Regions from separate parts of the Sus scrofa genome. Here region 2 is linked to region 1. Evidence: chromatin contacts called from public Hi-C data. All regions are on one chromosome and are shown on one strand. Each heading gives the region's core, a stretch centred on a gene start, on an enhancer-like site or on the middle of the called end of the contact. The rest is flanking DNA. Distances are from core to core; before and after follow the strand shown.

What was found. A called contact is a pair of places that touch in the nucleus more often than the background predicts.
Region 2: a contact with region 1 is called in a Hi-C map of fetal liver, with 1.6 times the contacts expected there. The contact joins the promoter of MRTO4 here to the enhancer-like site in region 1. A contact is called at or near these places in 1 of 5 promoter capture datasets (liver), 4 of 47 Hi-C or Micro-C datasets (embryonic fibroblasts, fetal liver and skeletal muscle) and 1 of 2 datasets of contacts at active chromatin or transcription factors (alveolar macrophages).

What each region holds. Positions count from the first base shown.
Region 1 is chr6:77,658,731-77,662,119 of Sscrofa11.1, forward strand. UBR4 (E3 ubiquitin-protein ligase UBR4) reads right to left here. Exons shown (of 108, transcript XM_021095464.1): 32 at 3,087-3,285; 33 at 2,522-2,710; 34 at 2,065-2,128; 35 at 463-654. Among named protein-coding and RNA genes, the nearest start is that of UBR4, 48 kb to the right of the region's middle. Within about 2 kb of position 1,586, at least 2 of the 83 cell types and tissues checked have an H3K27ac peak or open chromatin away from gene starts, as enhancers often do. A contact at or near this core is called in fetal liver, where this site is marked.
Region 2 is chr6:77,746,291-77,749,679 of Sscrofa11.1, forward strand. It overlaps MRTO4 (MRT4 homolog, ribosome maturation factor), which reads left to right and starts at 1,509. Exons shown (of 8, transcript NM_001243715.1): 1 at 1,509-1,579. The coding sequence starts at 1,552. It also overlaps EMC1.

The DNA.
Region 1 (3,389 bases), core at 336-2,835:
CAGAATAAGTCGCAGACTTATAAGTGACCAGTAGAAACCTACTCCAATCAGAAACAGCCTGCAAGCTATAAATATGCTTCAATTCCAAGTGAGACTTAAAGTTTTGTGGTTAAGAATAAATCTTGTGCTTTCTCCACAAGGAAGCTCACACCATGCCCATGAACAACTCATCTCTGAAACTCCATTTTGGATGCAAATACCAAGGAAATTCAAGGCAAGTGACTCTAGATGGAAAAAGGTACGTGCTTATTAAAGAGTCCTTCCCCCTAAGAGATCAGATCCCTACAACCTGCTCTGCAGGCCAGGAAAACCAGTCTGGTATTAGTCATGGAAGCTGTGAGAAAGCAGCAAGGACTGGGAAAGTTCGAAAACTCACAGGGGCTAGAAAAAAGGGCCAAGGGCTTGTTAGCATGAGCTCTGCAGGTGCCACTCGGCCGTGATCGTGGTGCTTACTTCACTTACCGAATCCTCAGCCTGGGAGTCTTCCTCTTCCACCGCCAGCTCTTCCACCCAATCTGAGTCCACCTCAATGGCCCGCTCTTCCCCATCCACCGAGAGGTGACTTGGGCCTTGACCATTACTCTGGCTCAGGGCATTGGTGACATCGGCCAAGTAAGACATAATATGGCAGGTGCACTCCAGGACTATCACATGCTAAAAGAGAAGACCACCACACCGTGGAAACTGCTGCCTCCATATTTTAATTATTATGTAAACTGTTTTTCAAGCTTTTTCCAATAAAGCTCAAGATCAAAGAAATGGTATAAAAAGCAAAGAAGAAAAACGTGTTAATTATCTATTCCCTCAGCTCTTAACACTATTATGACTACATGTAGTTGGTCAATAAATTCATTCGTTCTTAAGCAAAAAGGTAACACTTTTAAAATCTTGTAAAATGAAACACAATTAAACTCGGGAAAATAAAATTAAAGTGGAAACAAAAACTGTTCAAGAAAAAACTAGGTTGGTACAGAGAATATATTGGTGGTGCCAGAGGCAGGGGTGGGAGGATGGGCAAAAGGAGTGAAGGGAAGGTCAAAAGGTACAAACTTTCAGTTATAACATAAGTCATGGGGATCTACTGTCAAGCAGGGTGACTATAGTGCATATGTGCATGCTGCTAAGAGAGGAAGTCTTCAGCCATCACACGAAAAAAAATATTTCCACTATGTATGGTGATGGATATTAACTAGACTTATTATGACCACTTTGCAATATATACAAACACCAAATCATTATGTCGTACACCTGAAACTAACGTAACATCCTCTGAATTATACCTTAGTTAAAAAAAAAAAGACTATATTAAAAGTATAAGTAAGCTCTCATTGGCTTTCTTTTCTGCCATTAGCATTTTTTAACCATTAGTGAAAGGCATATTGGGTTTTTAATTAATGCAGCACAGGAAAAACAGCTTCAGAGATGAAGTGAAAAATTTTCCAGCAAACCACTGCAGATCTTTCCACTTGCTTAAAAAACCCAACAGTTTGGCATCAAAGCCTCCGATGTGCAAGTTCCTTCAGTCTGCACTCTGATAGTTCAGTGTGGAAAGGATAAGGATTAGCAAGAAAGGAGGGAGAGATGAAAGGCGTTGTGGTGGGTCAGAGGCCTGTTATCTGCTCTCAGCCACTGTCAGGTTCATGAGTGAAGGAAGAAAATGCCGGAATGCAAGATCTCTGCCAGTTTCAAACTTTTTTCTCAGCAACAGGTCTAGAGCTAAGGAGGTAGACTGTAACCCCATATAACACTCAGAGCACACACTTCCAATGCAGGGGGCATTTTCCAGAGCACACCCACATCTAAAAATACCAATAATTCACTGTTTCAAGAAGGATATTGCTGGATGTTTGTTTACCAGAATAATTCCTTTCTATCACTCCTTGCCACCCAGAAGAGGCTTAAGGGCATGTAGTTAGCAATTACACACCTCGAGGCCTGTGAGATTATAGGCCTTATCCTCTGCAGGCTAGCCAGGGACAGAAGCCAATGGGAAAGACACTCCCACCTGGCCACAAAGATAAGAATCATCACTCCCTGACTGCTGTCACTCTTCACTCTTCTTACCTTTCCATGCATCACATTAGCATTCAGTTTTTCAACCACATTCTTCTGTGACAGGTATTTCTTGCTGTCCAGAAAAAAAAGGGGGGGGGGAACGACACAAAATCATCTAAGGAACCAAAGAAAGTTTCTCTACAAATCTTGCATCAGTCTGTGGACAGTGTGAACTAAAGGCATTCTTAGAAAATTATGTAGGTGATCAGAGATCTGGGGGCTCTGCTCCTATCAGTGACAGGTGGTATGCTTTCCCCAGGACCTCAAGGAAATGCTACTAATAATGAAGATCAAGTCTAAAGTGAGTGGTTGTTGGCTACTCCCTCAATCCCCAATAAAAAGGCGGAGGTTTGAGTTTCTTTTATACTCACTCTGCGCTACAAAGAAAATAATCTGCAACTAATTATCCCCTTTTTCTCTAATGTTGTAACCTACAGGTTGGGTTCCTCCAATTTCATCCTCTTACCATCTACTCAGCCAGTCCACAGCAGCATTATGGAGCTGAAGATGGCCAGCACCTTGACCTGCACTGGCTAGGGTAGCCATCACAACCATGAGTTCAGGGAAACCAGTCCCATCACCGTTGGCCAGCATCTCTGTTGCCATGGGGATCAGGGTGCCCAACAGCACGGCACACACACCTTCCCCAACTTGGCTAGTAAAAAAGAAACAGCAAATTGATAAGTAAGTAATCAGCAGGAACCTGACTTCATACCTCTAAATTTGTAAGAATAATTGAGAGAAGTTTAAACATTAAATGCATGATTATACATACTAGGGCCAGGCGTGGACTTGGGCTACTACAGCACAAGACATTCACCCATGTTACAAATGACAGGCCAAGTCACACACAAGTTTTTCCATAGGAAGATCTAGGAGCTCTACTAGATTCCTTGAGTCTGTTGAGATGGAGCAGTGAGTGGAATCACAGAAAACGCTAGAAACTGATACCTGAAGGAAAGATGGCCACAAGCGCTCTGTCCTTATTTCTGGGGCTGTTACAACAAGTGAAGTAAATGCAATAGCTCTACCTGTTTTCCCGAACAATGTACGTTGTCAGTAACTGTAGCAGCTGCCTGTTCTCCTGGATCACGTCCAGCTGATCAGAATCTTTGGGGGGTGATGCAGTCATACGGGTGAGCCAGGCCTGGAGACGCACAGGCTCCACACATGCCAGCTGTGCCAGCGAGCCACAGAGATGCAGAAGGCTTGGGTTAGGGCTCTTCTCAGCTAGGGACAGACCGAGAGGCGGAGGTCAGGGAAGGAGAGCAAGGGGAAAAGGGAAAGCTTCCATCCAAGCAAGTCTTGGACGTCCTTCCAAACTTTCTCTGAGG
Region 2 (3,389 bases), core at 259-2,758, 87 kb after region 1:
GCAGAGGGTGTCTGCCCCCCCCAACCCCTGTGTTCTTCAGGAGTCAACCATACATATTATATTGTGAGCATCTGCTCACATCATTAAATATGTGATTTATGTTGCATTTGACACACTGTCTTATATCACATACTTATATACCTGGCCCCCTAGACTGAGCTCCTTTCCGTCTCTGTAGCCACAACGTCTAGGACAACCATTGGCCCATACAGGCACTCAATAAATATGCAAATCAATTGGTCCAGAAAAGACTTCAAAGAAGAGCCACGAAGGAGTAATCAGAAGGATTAAAGTGTCCCCTTAATAATAATGATAATAATAATTGGGAACATACTGTTTGTACTCAATGAGCCAGGCACTCTGCTGAGAGTACTTTAAAGGAATTATCTTATTCATCCTCACAACTATTGCAGAAGGTAATTGTTAGGAAACTAGCAAACCCATTTTACAGATAAAGAAACTGAGACACAGAATGGTTAAGTCATTTTCCTAAGACTGTACAGCCTTCAGTAGCAAACTGACATTCACGCAGAAGTGAGCAAACTCCGTGGGGTTAAGGAAGGGATGGGTGGCTGGGTCAGTGAGTGAGCGAGTGAGTGAATGAATGAATAAATGAAGAGTAAGTGAATGAATGAAAATGAGCGAATGAGTGAATGAAGGAAGAGTAAATGGGTGAGTAAGCCAGTAAGAGAGCGAATGAATGACACCTAGCTGATGTGAGTCTTGGGCGGTCCTGTTCTGAGCCCGTGGAAGAGTTGAGCTAGAAGGGTGGGCTGTCTTCGTGTGAAACCCAGTAAATCAGAAACCTGACAGTCACAGAAATGAGGCCTGATGGGGGAGGAGAAGAGTGACCTCTGACCAGAACCCCAAGCATACCCGGATGGCAGAGCTCACTTCACGGGCTAGTGACCTGTACCGTCGCACAGGGACTGGCACAGAAAGGTCTCCAACTCTTGGTTTAATGCTCTGCCGTCGCCACCTTAAAACGCTTAATCTTTGAACAAGAGGTGCTACATTTCATTCTGCACTGGGCCCCAAAGTTATGTAGCTGGCCCTGCTGCATGCTACTGCCCTCCTTTTAGACAGAAGACAGGTATGCAAATAGCCCCACACCTCCAAGTAGGCCCCCCACGTACGCACCAGTCAAACTTGCCCACTTGGTCTTCGTAGACCGCGGCCGCAGGGATAAGCAGGGCGGCCCACAGCCAGAATCGGGAAGCAGCCGCCGCCACCGCCGCCGCCATGATAGGAGCCCGGGCCCCGCCCACCGCCGGCCCGGCATGCACCGGTCCGCAGGCCCCCGAGGAACCATAGAGTTGGGGCCGCAAGCACAGCCTTTGGTGGGACGCTCGGGACTCGGGGATCCCCAACCTGCGTGAGAAGTCGCCTTGGAAACACAGGAAAGCGTGCAGGCGGCAGGGAGAGGCGGGCCGCCGCGCAGATTGGTTCAGGCACGCGCGAGGGCAGCCCCCGAAGGCCATCCCAGAGGCCCCCGCGCCACCGGGGTCCTAGCAGGCAGCACCGCCTTCCGCCGCACGTGGCTGCGACGCGATGCCCAAATCCAAGCGCGACAAGAAAGGTGGGCAAAAGGGGCGTTGGGAACGGTGGGGAATTCGTAGGCTGGCTGTCAGCTACAATGGGGGCTTTGGTGGGGGGGACGGAGAGGGACGCCGGGAGGCCCGCAAGGAACTCCGCTGGCTCGCTGCGAGCTGGGATGGATGGGGGCTTCCGGGCGGCGGGAGCATGGGAAGCTTCGGAGGAGGCTGGAGCCTGGTCTAGGCAGGGAGCTGAGACTGCTTTGCCTGGCCTTGAGAGCTTTTCCAAGGCCGACTGGCCGGGAAACAGCCTCTGAACACCCGGGCACCACCCGATCTCGCTTCTACTGCAGCCCATCTCTCTTAAGCCCTCCGCGCTCCCCCCCAACCCTGGTCGCTTGTATGTGCTTGAAGTTGCTTCTGCCTGGCAGGCTTGTGTGCCGTTCTTTGTGCGGCTGCCTTTCTCAGATGGCAGTCTGTAGGACACCTTCCTTTGTCGTGGTGCGTCTTTTTCACCTTGGCTGTCTAGCATATTCGTTCAACAAATTAGAGCCTTGTACTCTCTAGGCGTTGGAAGATACAGCAGTTACAAGGAAGGCCTAGAGCCTTCAGCCAGCTTAACGTTTTAGTTAAGGGAAGCATAACCTCCCAAAAGACCAAAAACCGGATCAATAAATTTAAGTTGTAATGAGTTTTGTAGAGTAAAAGTAAGATAAAGAGAGGTTGATACTCTTTTGTACAATGTGACCAGAGAAGGTCTCTGTTGAGGGAACAGATGAGCAGAAACCCAAAGAAAAGAAATAAGCAACCCGTGGAGTTTACCTGCGAGGATGGTGTTCCAAGGAGAAGGAACACGAAGTGCAAAGGCCCTGAGGTGGGAGCGTGTTTAACGTGTTCTAAGGTCTAGAGGCCAGTGTGGCTGGAGCAGAGTGAGCTAAAAGGAGGAAGAGAGAATTGGGCGAGTGTACAGGGCTTGAAAGGCCTTTACAAGGAATCAGCTTTCACACCTGTGTCAAATGGGAGACAAGAGCCTGAGCGGAGGAATGATGGGGTGTAACTACACTTCTTAAAAAGATGACTCTTGGCCTTCCCACTGTGGCTCAGCGGGTCACAAACCCAACTAGTATCCACAAGGATGCGGGTTCAATCCCTGCCCTCACTCAGTGGGCTAACTATCCGGCGTTGTTGTGAGCTGTGGTGTAGGTCGAAGACAGGGCTTGGATCTGGTGTTGTGGCTGTGGCGAAGGCCGGCAGCTGCAGCTCCACTTTGACCCCTAGCCTGAGAACCTCCATGTGTTCCAAAAAAATCAAATAAAAAGTAGAAAGATCACCCTAGTTATTGCTTTGTTGAGGATAGACCAGGGAAGGCAGGGGCGATGGGCGAAGGTGGAAGCAGTGGGACCAGCAGTAATCCTAGAGAGTGCGATGCTGGCTTGGTCCACAGTTGTAGCAGTAGAAATGTTGGGAAATGGACAGCTGTGTTTTGTTTACGCTCCTACACTGCATTTGCCCCTGACCTGTGTGTTTCCCTTTTTGGATGTGTGCTTTGTGAAGAGGGATTGGGAGTGCCAGGTAAGATGAATAAGAGGTGGCCTCCTCCCAGAACCACGACTTGGCCTTTGATTCTCTGTAAGAGTTTGTGAAATGACTAGGTTCTGTGGCAGGAACCCTGGTCAGATCTGGCAAATGCCAAACCCTTCCAGGTAAGGGGCAAGTTGGGCCCCAGCTGTTGTCAGAGTAGAGCTGCTTGTCCCTCCCTAGAGAGGCACGGCTGCATCCACAGATCCAGACTGTAGGACAAGGTGTACAGAGATCCTGTCCCCAGACTGTCCTTCCACACCACAGACCAGCCAT